Linked DNA regions of Mus musculus: region 2 is linked to region 1. Evidence: chromatin contacts called from public targeted proximity ligation data. All regions are on one chromosome and are shown on one strand. The core of a region is the stretch at or near the end of the contact, and the rest is flanking DNA. Distances in the headings are between cores, read along the strand shown. Region 1 overlaps Mamdc2 (MAM domain containing 2). Region 2 holds the start of Gm34012 (a long non-coding RNA gene).

Region 1 (6,697 bases), core at 1,495-3,994:
TAGATTTAGTCTATGATCTCCACTCTTAAAACTTTCTATCAGACCATAGAATCATTTAGATAGATAGAATAAATAGAATAATATCACTTAGATATTAGATAGAATCATCAAATCATTTCTAAGACCAAGTATTTATCAAGTGAAGAAAATAACAACCAGAAAACCATGGATAAGAGAGACCTGTGCTTAAAGTTGTGTTTTATTAGGGCAGTTTGAGGTTCAGCCAAATGGTCAGAAGTCACAGCAGTAACACATATAATCTTTCCCCCCATACATATTACTATCACTCAGACTCCAGAGTTTCCATTAAAGGTCACTGATGGTATTGCATGTTCTATAGGAGTGAACACATTTGTACTGACACATGCCCACCATTACAGTGGAATACAGGTTCACCCTCCCCCCACCCCTGCCCTTGCAACCACTGGCCTTTTTCTTGTCTCCCTGATTTTGCCTTTCCCATCATGCCTTATGGTTGTGGAGTCATGCAGTAGGCAGTGTTCTCATACTGGCTCCCTTCACTGAGCAGAATTTATGCAGTATTGCAGATTTCTGTTTCCTCCCGGTTATTTTGTGGCTCCATAGATCATTTCTTTTTAAGCACTGAGTAATATTTCATTATCAAAATAAATACACCACAGCTCACATGCCTTTTCACCAACTGAAGACCACCAATGGTCGAGTCTCCATTTCAGCTACTCTGAATAAAGCTGCTATAAATTTTTGAATTCCAGTACTACTGCCCCCTCTAGAGACCTAAAAAGGGGGTTAAGATTCTCTTGCAGCCACTTAGGGGTGTTTCTCTAAGGTTCGTGAGTGATTTTGCTGACCTGATCATCAGTGTATGCCAGGTATTTAAGAGTACCTCGCCATCTTCTAAGCTACGCAGCTGGCTGTACATTTTGACTTTTTCATGTTTTTCATTATTAGGTAGGAGGAGGTTGGCTAAGAATTGAAATAGTGGAGTTTCTTCTGCTCTCCATTGTCAGTGGGGAAATGCTGAAGAGTCCTGGTGTGTGTGACATCATATTAATTTTTCTCAGGCTTTGTCTCCTTGGACATAACAATATACCCTCGTTCTGGCAGAAATGGGCGGAGCAGCATGTGGGTGACTCACCAGGCTTAGAGCACTGCAGTCCTTATTTCCTTCTCCACTAGCAAGCTTGGGCTTGTGACTGACATGCGACCATGTTCCAGTTACATGGGAACGGTTTCTTCTTATTCTCTTTCTATAACGCACGGTTAGTCACTACCAAAAGGAGAGAGGGAGAGAGAGAGATTATGGAACTTCTTTTCAAACTCAGATAAAATTTGCTAGAATATGGGATTTCGGTGAGGAACTCCCTAGACTCTTTTCTCAGATCTACAACAGTGATAGCATTAGGCAGGGCCAGCATTTGTCTTACCAGACCTTGAAGAACACTGTTCTCCTTTGTTGCAATATGTATCTGCCGTGTAACTATGGAATAATTAGTAAGTTTGGGACATTTAATGTTGATACAATGTTATAAGTTAGTTCACAAAGCATACAACTGTTCCCCGACTGGTTTTCTAAAGCTATATGTTTTTCTGGGTCAAAACTAAATCTTGGGTTCCTTGTACCATTTGGTTGAATGATTCTTTTGGCCATTTCCCCTGACTGTGTTCTTCTGCCCACGTGAGTACTTTCTTGGTTTGAAAATTAACTGAGAACATAGCCTTGACCTAACGGCCCCTGAGTTGCCAGCTGGCTGTCCCCAGAATGAAAGTTTCTGCAGAAAGGACTTTCCAGATATACAAAACAACACGCTTTATCGCTCTAGCCCTAAAATGTCCCAGCTGTGTCTCTCACCAATCAGACTAGGCTCATACTGAGCATCCCAATCTGCTGTGGTTACATCCCCTCTAACTCCAGAGGGCAACGTAAGCTATGAGGCTTCTAAGTCCTGCGTTAATAGGATCAACCATTATTCCCAAGGGAGCAGGAGGACTCTTCCATACTCCATCCCGTCTGGGCAGTCTGGGCCAAAGGGACACTTGTGGGCCATTGTGAAGGATAACAGGACTCAGCAAAGCCCAAACAGCAACGCCCCCTGAAAAGCCCAGGGTGACTTCTGAACTCTGTGGTTTCTGGGAAGGGCTGTTTTTCCTCAAGAGCAGCAGTTCCTACAGCGAATGGCAATCATAACTGCTCTGATGCTGGGACTAGTCAACAATGGGGAATTATCTCTGGAAAATACTAGTTCTAAAACACATCTTAGAACTTAAGAGCCTCTTTTTTAAAAAAAATCCTCTCCTTTTTCTGTCTTTTAAATGTTGTAGGGGTCGATTTGAAAGTTGTGAGTAAATGTTCACAGCCTTTGCGTTCTCAAAGGAAATCCCTAGTATTTGTTTATTTTTGTAGATAATGTGATCAGAGCTGCCTGCTGCCCTCCTTTTAGAGAAGAAAAGAACAATTTTCCTGTCATGTCAAAACACTGTTTTGATGATAAAGCTGTCAGCCTGTTTTGCTGTGTATCTCTCCCTCAGTCTCCCTGGCACAAATGTAGCCATATCTGTCCAGTGTTTGATGGAGTCCTCTGAGAATCCGGGCTGACTGTAACTTTGGTTCTCATTTGTCCAGGGCTTCCTTTCAGTGCTGTGGAAACCAGCTGCGATTTTGAGATAGGCCTCTGCAACTTTTATCAAGACAAAGAGGGTCCGGGTTGGACCAGAGTAAGAGTAAAAGCAAACATGTATCGGGCCGGAGACCACACGACAGGAACAGGTTGGTCAGTGGGGCCTGGCAGGCCCCACATCCTGGGTTTGCTCTCCCATACCAATTGCAAGCCTCATTTCAGAGAAAGATAAGAAAAGAGGAAGAACAAAGAAGTAACGATTGGCGATGCTTGGCCATTTTTAAAAGTTGTAATTCAAGATACTGTGCTACCCAAAGCATTTGCAGTTCATTAAGTAGAGAAATCTTTGGAAACTGTTTTGCTCTTCATTTCAGAAAAAAAATCCACTTGGATTCCATTTGCATTTCAATGAGCAAAGGAAATGATAGATAAACATATAGACAAATGAACATAATCGTAAGCATAGCAGGGGGTGGAGTGGGGCGAGGGGTAGGGTGGGGGCACCTGTCCTCTTCTCTTGTACTTTCTGTAGCTGGGGCTGAAAATTAAACAGACAAGAAGCAGACTACCAAGAGAAAACTGTAGCATTCCAACAACATATTTTTATATGCACATGGGAGCCTTCACAGGAAAATAGAAAATGAAAACTAGAAATATACATAGGCCTGAAAGCTTATGTATCATTTTTAACAAAGAATGGTAAAGTTGTGGAAAGAAGCAAGACCAAGGAAAGGGAGAGAGAGTCAACTGTGAGGTGGTGACTGGGAAACCTATGGAGCAAACTAATGAAAAGCAAGGGCTTCATAGGAGGTTTGTTTGTACAGATCCATTTCAGCGTAGTCTCAGGCTCTACAACACCGGCATCCTGGACAGGATGTGGCCCAGGCTCATAGGAACTTTGATGGCCTGCTTTAGATAGAAAGTGAGTGGGCACAGAGCCCTTCCTGCCTCTACTGTCCTCCAGTGCCTTCAGCTCAAAATCATCAAGGTGCCAGAGCAGCATATTTGGGGTGATCTGTTCTGATGGCCTTCGGTGCTCTGAGAGAGAATAGTGGAAGGACATTTTAGCTAGGGATTTAAGAGTAGTCTCTACAATGGAAGCTACAGAGGACAAGCATCTATGAGGTCTCTCAGTGTAGAGACGGGTGGCCAGTCCAACTGGCAGTCTGCCCGTAGAGAGAGGAACGGTGTGGAAGATGGAGAGGATAGCAGACGGTGGATTTGAAAGAGCAGAGGAAGCACTGGGGGTTATTAGAAAGGCAGTAAGAAGCCACTGAAAGGCTGTAAGCAAGAAACAGAAAGATGATATTCAGGTTACAAAAAAAAAAAAAAAAAAAAAAAAGTCTGGCTGTCTTGTGGCCACCCATATTTGTCCATTGCATTCACAAAGTACCGCAGACTGGGGCTTACACAACAGCTGCTTTTCGTCATGTCATGAGGCTGGAAGGCTGGAATCCAGGGCCTGGTGAGGCTTTCCTGGGAGTCTGGCTTGCGGGCGTAGTCCTATCACTGTCCGCACATGCCCTGCCCGTGTGTGGGAGAGATCAAGCCCCCTGACTCTCCTTACACGGATGAGTTTGGGTTGTTTTGTTTTGTTTTTAATTCTTAAAGCAAACACTGACAGGCCATGAAGAGAACTCCCCGAGAACAGATGAGAAAAGAGAGAAACTGTCGTGTGCTGCCTGACTTCGCATACGTGGATCCGCTTTAGCTTGACCGTGTGGGTGTGATTGGTAGTAAGGGGACCGTTGCTGCTAGAAATTCCAATCTGTTTTTTAGAACTAAGAAACAAGGAAATTGAACCCAGCCGCAGCATCTGGGAGCATCAGCGCCCAACCGGTCAGAAACATGATTTTTCAGGGACGGGTTTAATATGTAGGTATACCAAAAGAACAGTGTGTTCTGCCCAGAACTCTCCCGTGGTGCCAGGCCAGCCTGCCTTCCCTCCTCCTGACTGGCCACTGCAGATAGAGCAGGGGAAGTGAACTCTTTGATTGACACTGACTATGACCCAGCAGGAGACATCCAGTAGTTCCAAGCTCATTCATTCTTTTTTGTGTGATTAAAAAAAAAAAAAAAGAGTATAGTTCCTACTTAATGACATGAATCTGAGTCTGTACACTATAAGATCTACACTGCTTTATGACAGCCACTTGAATTTCTAAGAGGTTTAATTTGCTATCCAGGTCTAAGGACATTGTATAGATTTTTTTTTTGTCACTTAAACCACAGACGTTAGAAAGCCTCTATTAAGGTTTAAAACCTATGGAAGTAGTCTTGAGGGAACACCCCATTGCCTTAACTGGTTTCCACCTGGCTGTATGAGCTCATTCTACATTGGTGTTGCACTAAGTCAGTGGTTCTCAGTCTCCCTGATACTGTGACCCTCTAATACAGCTCCTTATGTTGTAGGGACCCCCCCCAACCATAAAATTATTTCACTGCTACTTCATAACTGTAATTTGGCTACTCTTATGAATCATCATGTAAATGTCTGATATGCTGGATGTCTGGTATGTGACTCCCGAACGGGTTGGGATTCCCCCAGGTTGAGAACCACAGCACTAAGTGGTTTGTTTTCCTCACAGGGCACTACCTGCTGGCCAACACTAAGTTTACATCCCAGCCTGGCTACATCGGAAGACTTTATGGTCCCTCTCTCCCTGGAAACATGCAGTACTGTGTGCGCTTTCATTACGCCATCTTTGGGTTTTTGAAAATGAGTGACACCCTAGCCGTTTATATCTTTGAAGAAAACCATGTGGTTCAAGAGAAGATCTGGTCTGTGCTCGAGTCCCCGAGGGGTGTTTGGATGCAAGCGGAAATCAGTTTCAAGAAGCCTATGCCCACAAAGGTACAGTAGAACCTGCACTACCTGTGTCCATTTTAGTTGCTAGATGTGGGTAATGATTTCTGGTTAGCTGATGGTGTATTTATCCTTCTGTTCGGATCAACCTGCATTTGACACGTATCACCCACCCCCAGACAGGTGCATGTTAAGCCTTCAATCCCTTTGCATTTTCTGAATTATATCTACCTATTTCCCTCCCCTTCCCCCTCTCTTTCTCTCCTCATTCCCTCATCCTTCATCTACTCTCTCTCTCTTTCTCTCTCTTTCTCTCTCTCTCTCTCTCTCTCTCTCTCTCTCTCTCTCTCTCTCTCACACACACACACACACACACCAATGATTACATTTTAAAAACATGAGATTGATGTGCCAGAGTCATCATTGTGGCTGGAAGGTCAATACTTCAGGCCTTAGCAGAACACAGGATAAAGCCAGGCTGCTCACTAGAGGTATGGAGGCAGCTGACCCTGCTCAGAGACTGACACAGGGAGCTATCAGCAGCTGATTTTGCTAGCAATGAGAAGACAAAAACAGACCCTATAAATCAAGGAGAATACAGAGGAATGGCGGTAACCTCCCAGGCTTAACAACTCATAAACTCAGGGAAGTTTCACAGATGCAATAAATTCTGTGACCCACAAGATATGAAACCAGCGTGGAAAAAAAAAATCATTTTATTTCAGCCTGTCAGCCGACTAACAAATTTTTCTTGAATGTCCTCTCTGTGTAAGAAAGAGGCCCAAAGAAAGTAAACAAGGGGCCTTTCTTCTAAATGTACGTCATACAATGAGAGCTCAGGATCTAGCTTTGAATGAATGGGTAAGTAAGCTGACCATCCAGGAGTTACCGCAACTCCAAGTCACCCAAGAAAGGTTAAAACCATGGGAGAGCTTGCTGCCTGGACAATTCCAAGGAATCTTTCTTTGTAGAATGTCTCTTGACACGTGCAGTGTTCTGGTACTTCCTCTTTGAACTATCAGCACTGGAGAAGCCCAGGCCTCTCTATTCCTCTTAAATATCTCAAAGAATTAAGTTGTTTTTCCATTACCAATCACTTAACTTTAACAAACAATTATCACAACAAACACACATACACACACACATCCCAGTTTTACATAATCAGGGTGTATCAGAAAGTAGAATTTTTATTATGCTTTAAGTTCAATTTGGATGCTTTTTAAAAGGAAATATTTGTAAGCATTTTTTAACTTATTTAGATTACATGTCTTTATTCATTCACCCATGTGTCTGT
Region 2 (7,799 bases), core at 4,125-6,624, 140 kb before region 1:
GTTGATCATAGGTGAGTATACTTGATTGGCTACCAAAAGTGCATTCCTCGGATGCTGTGTGAAATGAGATTCTCTTAAACCACAAGCATGCCTAGTAGGTCTTTCAAAGGAAGTGAAATACCCACAAAAAAGGGCACCTGGGTAACTCAAATTCCAGTTTTCCAAATTAGTTCTTTTCAATTTAAGATTTATGTTTATGTACATTTTCATAAGACGATGGACACCTGAATGAAGCAGCTGGAGGAAAAATAATCAATTGTTTTAGTTTTGGGTGTGGGAGCAGTGAAGCACAGGCTGTTCCTAACTGAAAGAGGCCCTTTCCCTAAGCCAACTCTGAATCTTCCAGATGGGAAAAACAACGATGAAGTGTTCAAGGGCAAGCAGCATCCTGAGCGTTAACTGAAGGTTAATGACTCTGCATAACCCAGAGCTGGCTGGGCTGCTAGAGGTGAGACCCCATGCTCCTCCCTCGTACTCATTGGCTCTTCTTCTGCACCGACCAGGGTGTGGTGTAAGGGAGAGGCATGCACACCTCCTGCATGGCTCTCAGTTTTTAAACTCCTGCTTCCTAAGACTTGACTAAAAGGATTATAAAACTCTGAAAGTCAAAGAAAAAGTAAATAAGTAACTGTTATTGGCTCCCCGGTATGGCCAGGGACTGTAGTAATATATCTTACAGAAGGAGACAAATAATGCTGAGGGGAAAAAATGTCTCTCCCAGAAAGCAATAAAGCTTTTAAACTGAGGGTAGAAGAATCATTGCAGCTCAGTTTCTCTGCAGTTCTTCCAGAATTTGTCAAGAATGACACCTGGAACTGGGCCAAGTTTCAAGGAATCCAGGAAACCACAAGCGAAGATGCCCTGTGCCTCGAAAAACATGTCACTTTGCTTTCTTTCTAGTGTTCCAGAAAGGAGCCCTTTATTTGTGAGTGCAGAGAGTGCATTTCATTAGGTGCGGATTCCGGGGGAGGGACAAAGAGGGAAGACAGAATGTGTCTCTCGAGCAGTTTCTTTATTCTCCGTAAGCACCATCATGTCCATCCACGAGTTGTAGTTTTTAATATCAGAGTTTGAAAATTATTTTATTTTTAAGTAGCAGCCTTGTGCCACCTATTTCTTCTTTTTAAAATAAACCATGTTTATTTATTCTTTGGAAATTTCATTTTTGCATACAATGTAATTTGATAGTTTCCACCCCGACTTCCGACCAACTCTGCCCATACCCTTCCACCACATCCGCATCCTAACTTCATGCCCTCTCTTTTTGAAAAAAAATTATATACCCAGTCCAATCAGTGCTGCCCATGTGTGCATAGGTATAAGGTACCCATCAAAACAGACAACCTACCAGGGCCACAGTCAAAAAGAAAAGTGCCGAATCCACAGAAGATAGCAACTGCTAACAGCTCCTCAGCTGGGGGCGGGGCCTCATAAGCCCCTCCCACCTCCTTACCTGGCTGTTGATTGGCTTGATCCTGTTCAACCCTTACTAAGCCACAGCTGCTGTGAATTGAGTGCCATGAGTGCGTGCATCATGTCCAGAAGACACTGTTTCTAAGCAGTCACCCTTGTGTTTTGGCTCTAAATGGGTCTTTTGCTCCATCTTCCCTGATGCTCCTTAAGTCTTGGGAGGGAGTGACATGATATGGATGCCTCCAGTTCAGCCTGAGCACTTCAGAGACATGCCTATCTATCCCTTTGACCAATCATGAGTCTCTGTATTTAGCACCATCTACCAGGTGGAGTGGGGGTCCCTGGTGAGAGCTGAGAACTGCATTAGTCAATAGGTAGATAATCTAAAAAGCAGGTTAATGCTATGCCCATTTAGCAAACCATAAGTAGAAGATTCTCCTCTAGGGCCTATGTCTTCTGTAGACAGGGGATCTTGACTAAATTTCCAGCACCAGGAATGAATTCCCTCCTTTGGAGTGGCCTATAAAGCCAATCAGATGTAAACCAATGTTCTTGACTCTTAGGTGGGCACTGAACTCAGGTCTTCACAGTTACAGAGCAAGTTCTTTACCAGTGGGTTATCGCCTAAGCCCAGCACTGAGCTGTGTTGTTATAGTTCTTGTCATTTATGTTTGTTTGTTTGTTTGTTTGTTTTTGAATTTTCAGAGATCAATTGACTTTTATTATGATTCTAAACAGCTTTTTTTTTCTGCCCAAAAGAACTTTTTTTAATTAGGTATTTATTTCATCTACATTTCCAATGCTATCCCAAAAGTCCCCCACACACTCCCCCACCCACCCACTCCCACTTCTTGGCCCTGGCGTTCCCCTGTACTGAGGCATATAAAGTTTGCGCGACCAATGGGCCTCTCTTTCCACTGATGGCCGACTAAGCCATCTTTTGATACATATGCAGCTAGAGACACGAGCTCGGGGGGGGGGGGGGGTATTGGTTAGTTCATATTGTTGTTCCACCTATAGGGCTGCAGACCCCTTTAGCTCCTTGGGTACTTTCTCTAGCTCCTCCATTGGGGGGGGGGGGGCCTGTGATCCATCCAATAGCTGACTGTGAGCATCCACTTCTGTGTTTGCCAGCAAATCTTGCTAGTGTATGTAATGGTGTCAGCGTTTGGAAGCTGATTATGGGATGGATCCCCGGATATGGCAGTCATTTAAGTTTTTAAAACCCTGTTTTATTTTTTTAACAAGATAAAGCAGTTTTTCTTTTTTTTAAAAAAATTGAAAATAGATTTTTAAAATCTGATATGTTATGATTAGAGTTTCCCCTCCTTGTACTTCTCCCAGTTCCTCCCCACTGCCTTTCTCAACCAGATCCACACCCTTTCAGTCTCTCTTTAAAAACCTAAATAATAATAATAGTTATAATAATAATAATGATAATAAATAAACAAATCAAATTGGAATAGGTTTGAACAAACAAGGAAAAGAGCAAAATAAAAAGCACAAGAAACACAGATGCAGAAACACACACATTTGCACACACAGGAATCCCTCTAAAAATGTGCTTACACAGCAATGATACACAAAAGACCTATCAGGTTAAAAGGAAAGCCAGAAAAAAAGAATGCCATGACTCGACATTATCAGACAAGACCTTTCAAAGATGCTGGTGGGTTTGTTCTGTGTTGACCATCTCCTGCCGGGCATGCAGCTTAGCCTTAAGAATGGCTTGGTTTGCCAGTGAGGTTCCCTTGAAGAATACTAAGTTTTCACTTGCAAGTGGTTATCAGTTGGAGATAACTTCTGAGTTAGGGATGGGCACATGTGTCTACTTCAGGACCTCCTCTGGTACCCATCCTGTGCATGCTGCCTCTGTTTCTGAGTTCATATGTACATTGCTCCTGTTGCTTTCAAGGTCCTCATTCCCTTGGTGTCCTCCACCCCTCTGGCTCTTCCACGCTTTCTGTATTCTCTTCCACAGGGTTTCCTAAACCCCGAGGGAAGACATTTGATGGAGGCATCCCATTTAGGACTGAGTGCTCTCTCATTCTCTATATACTTTCTGGTTGTGGATCTCAGTATTTAGTCTATCTGCTGCAAAATAACGCTTCTTTGATGATGGCTGAGCAAGGCATTGATCTATAAGCACAGCAGAATGTTGTTGGGAGCCATTTATGCTCTATTAGCAGAAGAGTAGTATTTGATTTTCCCCTATGTCACTGGCCTATCTAGTATCAGGTTCTTAGCCACCAAATCAGTGTTGGGTATGGGGTCCATCTCATAGAGTGGGTTTCATATCTGTTATGGAGTTTGAGACCACTAGAAAAAGACAACCAGACTCAATTCAAAATGTAACTAGTCAAATTTATTAAAACTTTTGTCAGGGCTGCAGTCTCCAGCTCAAATCAGAGACTGCCACACAGAAGCAGGTACAGGAAGGACTTTTAAAGAAGAAACCACAAGGGCTGTTCTGTTCTGCCTAGATTAGATGGTCAGGATGACTTTAAAACTGTCCTTGAATGTCTCCACAAGCAAGCCACAGAAACAAAGAAAAACAGCAGTTAGTCATATCACAACAATGCACACATAACAAGTAGATCCACACTTCTGGGTAGAAGTAAAGGCTTGTAGAGAATTTATCTTCTAGGAGCTTAAGTCAGAGATAAACAGCTATTAGGTACCAAGATGGATGCTGAGCACAGAATGGAATTTCTTTTAGCCATTACAAATCTAATCAGAGATTGGTTGGTTACTCCCGCAAGCTTTGTCTAACTATTATACCTATGAATCTTACAGGCAGGTTACCCATTGGCTGGGCCTGGTGTTTACCTTTCTTCTTTACTAGTGAGCAAAATTACATTTTGCTGCTGTTTTCCCTACCTATTACTTTCTTTCGTGTGTGTGTGTGTGTGTGTGTGTGTGTGTGTGTGTGTGTAAATGCTGGTGTGCCACAATACAAGTATGGAAGTCAGAATACAATGAGCAGCTTCTCTCTTTCCATCATGTGGTAGGTTTCAGTAATCAAACTCAGGTTGTCAGACTGGCAGCAGGCATCCTCACCTTGCTTGCCAGCCTATTCTTCCTCCTTTTTACTTTCCTTCTTTTCCTCTTTTCCTTTCTGTCCTTTTCTTTTCTTGGAATAGGATCTCACAGTATATCTCAAACTGGACTCAAATGTAACAATCCTCCTGCCTCAGCAGAGTGCTAGGGTTACAGAAGTACTCTATAACAACTGGCTTTGCTTCTTCTTCTTCTTCTTCTTCTTCTTCTTCTTCTTCTTCTTCTTCTTCTTCTTCTTCTTCTTCTTCTTCTTCTTCTCCTTCTCCTTCTCCTTCTCCTTCTCCTTCTCCTTCTCCTTCTCCTTCTCCTTCTCCTTCTTCTTCTTCTTTAATATAAGACTCTAGTTCATCTTGAGTCCTTCTTCCTTCTAAGGCTTAAAGATCCATTTGGAGAGATTTGAAGTAAGCTTTCTTATAGCTGGTTTGTCTTTCCATTAAGCTGTGATATTTCTGAGGTTTTAACAGATTACCTAAGTACTCTATTTTGACTGATGGTTACATCAATGTCTCCAGACAGTGTAAGCTATAGAAATTGCCCAGTTTTCCCCTCATCCATTCTTTGCTTGACCTAATTCAAGCAAACGTGTGATTTGAGTAATATACTGGACAACATTCACTTTGTTGCCCAGTACAAGACCTTAGTCTGCTTGCTGTTCAATGGAAAGCAATTAGTTAAAAAGGAAGGTGCTGGGCTGGCTGGCTGGTGGTGGAGCATGGGGCTGTTTTGTGGGCAAGTTGATTTAGGGGAGGATTGCATAAGGGATGGCTGGTTGCATGCTGATAAGTAGAGATTTGTGTTCTTACACATCTAATCTTGGTCACTTAGTCACTCCCAGTCCCACAGGTCTTAAGGAGGAGGCTCATTGCTTCCCCAGTCTATTCTTGTCATTGTTTACTTTGACCATGTGAGGTTCCTGACTAATTTCACAATGAACAAGCTAGAGTGGGCAGCTGTCCAGAGGCCCTGCTGATCTGAAAAACTCCCAAAATGGAAAACAAACAGATCACACCTATTTATTGTGAAAGATGGGGTCTGCAGAAATCCAGTGGGGAGAAGATGAGCTCAACACCCATCTTCCTTATAAACCCCAGGCTTAAGATTCTCCATGACTCAAGACGAATGTCGAGTAGGTATCTGGAGTTCTGTCTCTGTCCAGCTATCTTTGTCACCACAGTCATTCTTCAACTCTGTCTCTTTAGCTCAATGATTCTGTACTCTTCTTGTGAATCCCTTCCTGTTAGGTTTTTCTTTGCTGTGAAGAGATACCATAACTCTTATAAAGAAAAACATTTAACTGGGGCTGGCTTACAGCTCAGAGATTTAGTCCATTGCTGTCATGGCAGGAAGCATGGTGGAGTGCAAGCAGACATGGTGCTGGAGAGGTAGCTGAGCATTCTACCTCTGGATCAGCAGGCAGCAGGAAGAGACTGCCACACTGGACCTGCCTTGAGTATCTGAGGCCTCAAAGCCTACCCCCAATGACATACTTCCTCCAAGAATGCCACACCTACTTCAACAAGGCCACACCTTCTATTAATGCCATTGTCTGAGTCTCTGGGGGCCATTTTCCTCCAACTACTGCACCTTACAGTACTTTCCACTAATGAACTCCACAGCTAGAGCCAAGGCAGCCCCAAGACCCACCTCCATTGTCTCCTTTTCATCTAACAGCAGTCTTGCTGCCCCATGTTTAGAAAAAGGTGCTGAGCATATCCTTCCCAGAAGCCCATGGGCCCCTCTCTAAGACGGATCATAGTCTAGGTCCCAAATCAAGTCTTAAAAATATGAAACAATTGAAATAACTTAACTCTTATCAGATCACAGTAAAATAAAACTAGAAATCACAAAAGTGAGAGAAATCACAAGAGCTACACAAACACTTGGAATCTTGCTGCAGACCCTCTGGGTCCCTTTGTCTGCATGGAACTGGTCTCTGGGTGCAGATGGGCAAGGAGTCGGTGGGTGACAGACAGACCAACAGGAGAGATTGTGTAGAACCTGAATGTCTTGTCACAAAGTGAACACCAGTCTTATATAGTACAGAAAATAAAAGGGGTAGGAAGTCACAGCAGGCAAAGTACATTGAAGTTGCCTGACACAAAACAAAGGAGTGACTACAAAGGGACTTACAGGAACCAGGTAAATGTTTACAGTAAAGATAAAGCCGTCCTGCATAGGGTCAGCTTAATGACAGGTAAGGATTTCACACCCTAATGCTACTCCTTTGAGCCTTGTGAAGGCTAGCACCAGGGGGTTCTGCTCTAAGCAGAATGCCCCCCTATTTCCTAGGCCTTGTTAGATTCTTATATGAGTATAACTTTTAAGTATCTGGAGAATCTCCATTTGTCAGAAGAATTCACCAACTTGCTTCTAATATGCAATGTAGCCTGTACTGAAGATTTCTATCTCAGTGGGATTCCCTGGCTCTTTCATGGTAAACACTCTACAGACCAGCTTTGAGCTGCTTTGGCTTAATTAGTTACTGAATAGGTAACTTCCTTACTGCATTCTTACAGGATTCCAAGCTTGTAGGCTTCTGGAACCTTGGAACACTGGCGAGGGCTTACATGTGTCAGAATTCAATCTTAAAAGGCACTTATAATAAGATAATACTAAAAGAGAGCACGTGGATCCATACACCAGACTAATGCAGGGATAGGGTATGAGTATACGGGTTAATGAGAACGCCAAAGCTCCAGGAGGTGAGTTTCTGTGAAACTCTTTTCCTCGTGAGTGCTCCCAGGCTTCTCAGCCTGTCAAGCAGACTTCACTGGAGTGCCTGGCAGAATCTGAACAGCATGATGTTGGAGGGCTGGCAGCTCATCAGTGAAGAAACTGGAGGGGGGGGGTCGGGGGACTACGAATGAACCAAATGAAAATGAACACAAAACTTAGCAGTTCATGCACAGTACATCTAGGGCAAGACTAAGAGGAAAGCTTATGACATCAAATAAATGAACTACTGTGAACCTCGTCTTAGAGAAGAGGAGAAAAGGACAAAAAAAAAAAAAAAAAAAGAGAGACCCGGAAAACAGAAGAAGACAAACCCCAAAGCAGTAGCTAGCAAGAAATAACAAAGATCAGACAAGAGTCACCACATAAATCAGTGAAATAGAAGCTAAAAGAGCAATACACAGGTCAAAGTGCTAGTTCTTTGAAGAAAAAAAAAAAAAAAAAAACCAAACAAACAAGATTTACAAGTCCCTACCCAATATAATCAAAGGAAAAAGAAAAAGGTCAATTTGGGAAATTGAATATAAATGAGGGTGTCGCAATAGATTCCCACAAAATTCAGAGAATCGCAAAGAAAATAAATACTGGCAAAA

What was found.
Region 2: a contact with region 1 is called in a targeted proximity ligation map of the HPC-7 cell line, with 7 times the contacts expected there. A contact is called at or near these places in 3 of 484 Hi-C or Micro-C datasets (bone marrow-derived macrophages and nephron progenitors) and 3 of 130 datasets of targeted methods (the HPC-7 cell line, heart atrium and stem cell-derived neural progenitor cells).

The regions. Positions count from the first base shown.
Region 1 is chr19:23,349,353-23,356,049 of GRCm38.p6, reverse strand. Mamdc2 (MAM domain containing 2) reads left to right here. Exons shown (of 14, transcript NM_174857.3): 8 at 2,603-2,746; 9 at 5,186-5,451. Among named protein-coding and RNA genes, the nearest start is that of Gm41821, 53 kb to the right of the region's middle.
Region 2 is chr19:23,490,381-23,498,179 of GRCm38.p6, reverse strand. Gm34012 (a long non-coding RNA gene) reads right to left here and starts at 1,416. Exons shown (of 3, transcript XR_386614.2): 1 at 1,349-1,416.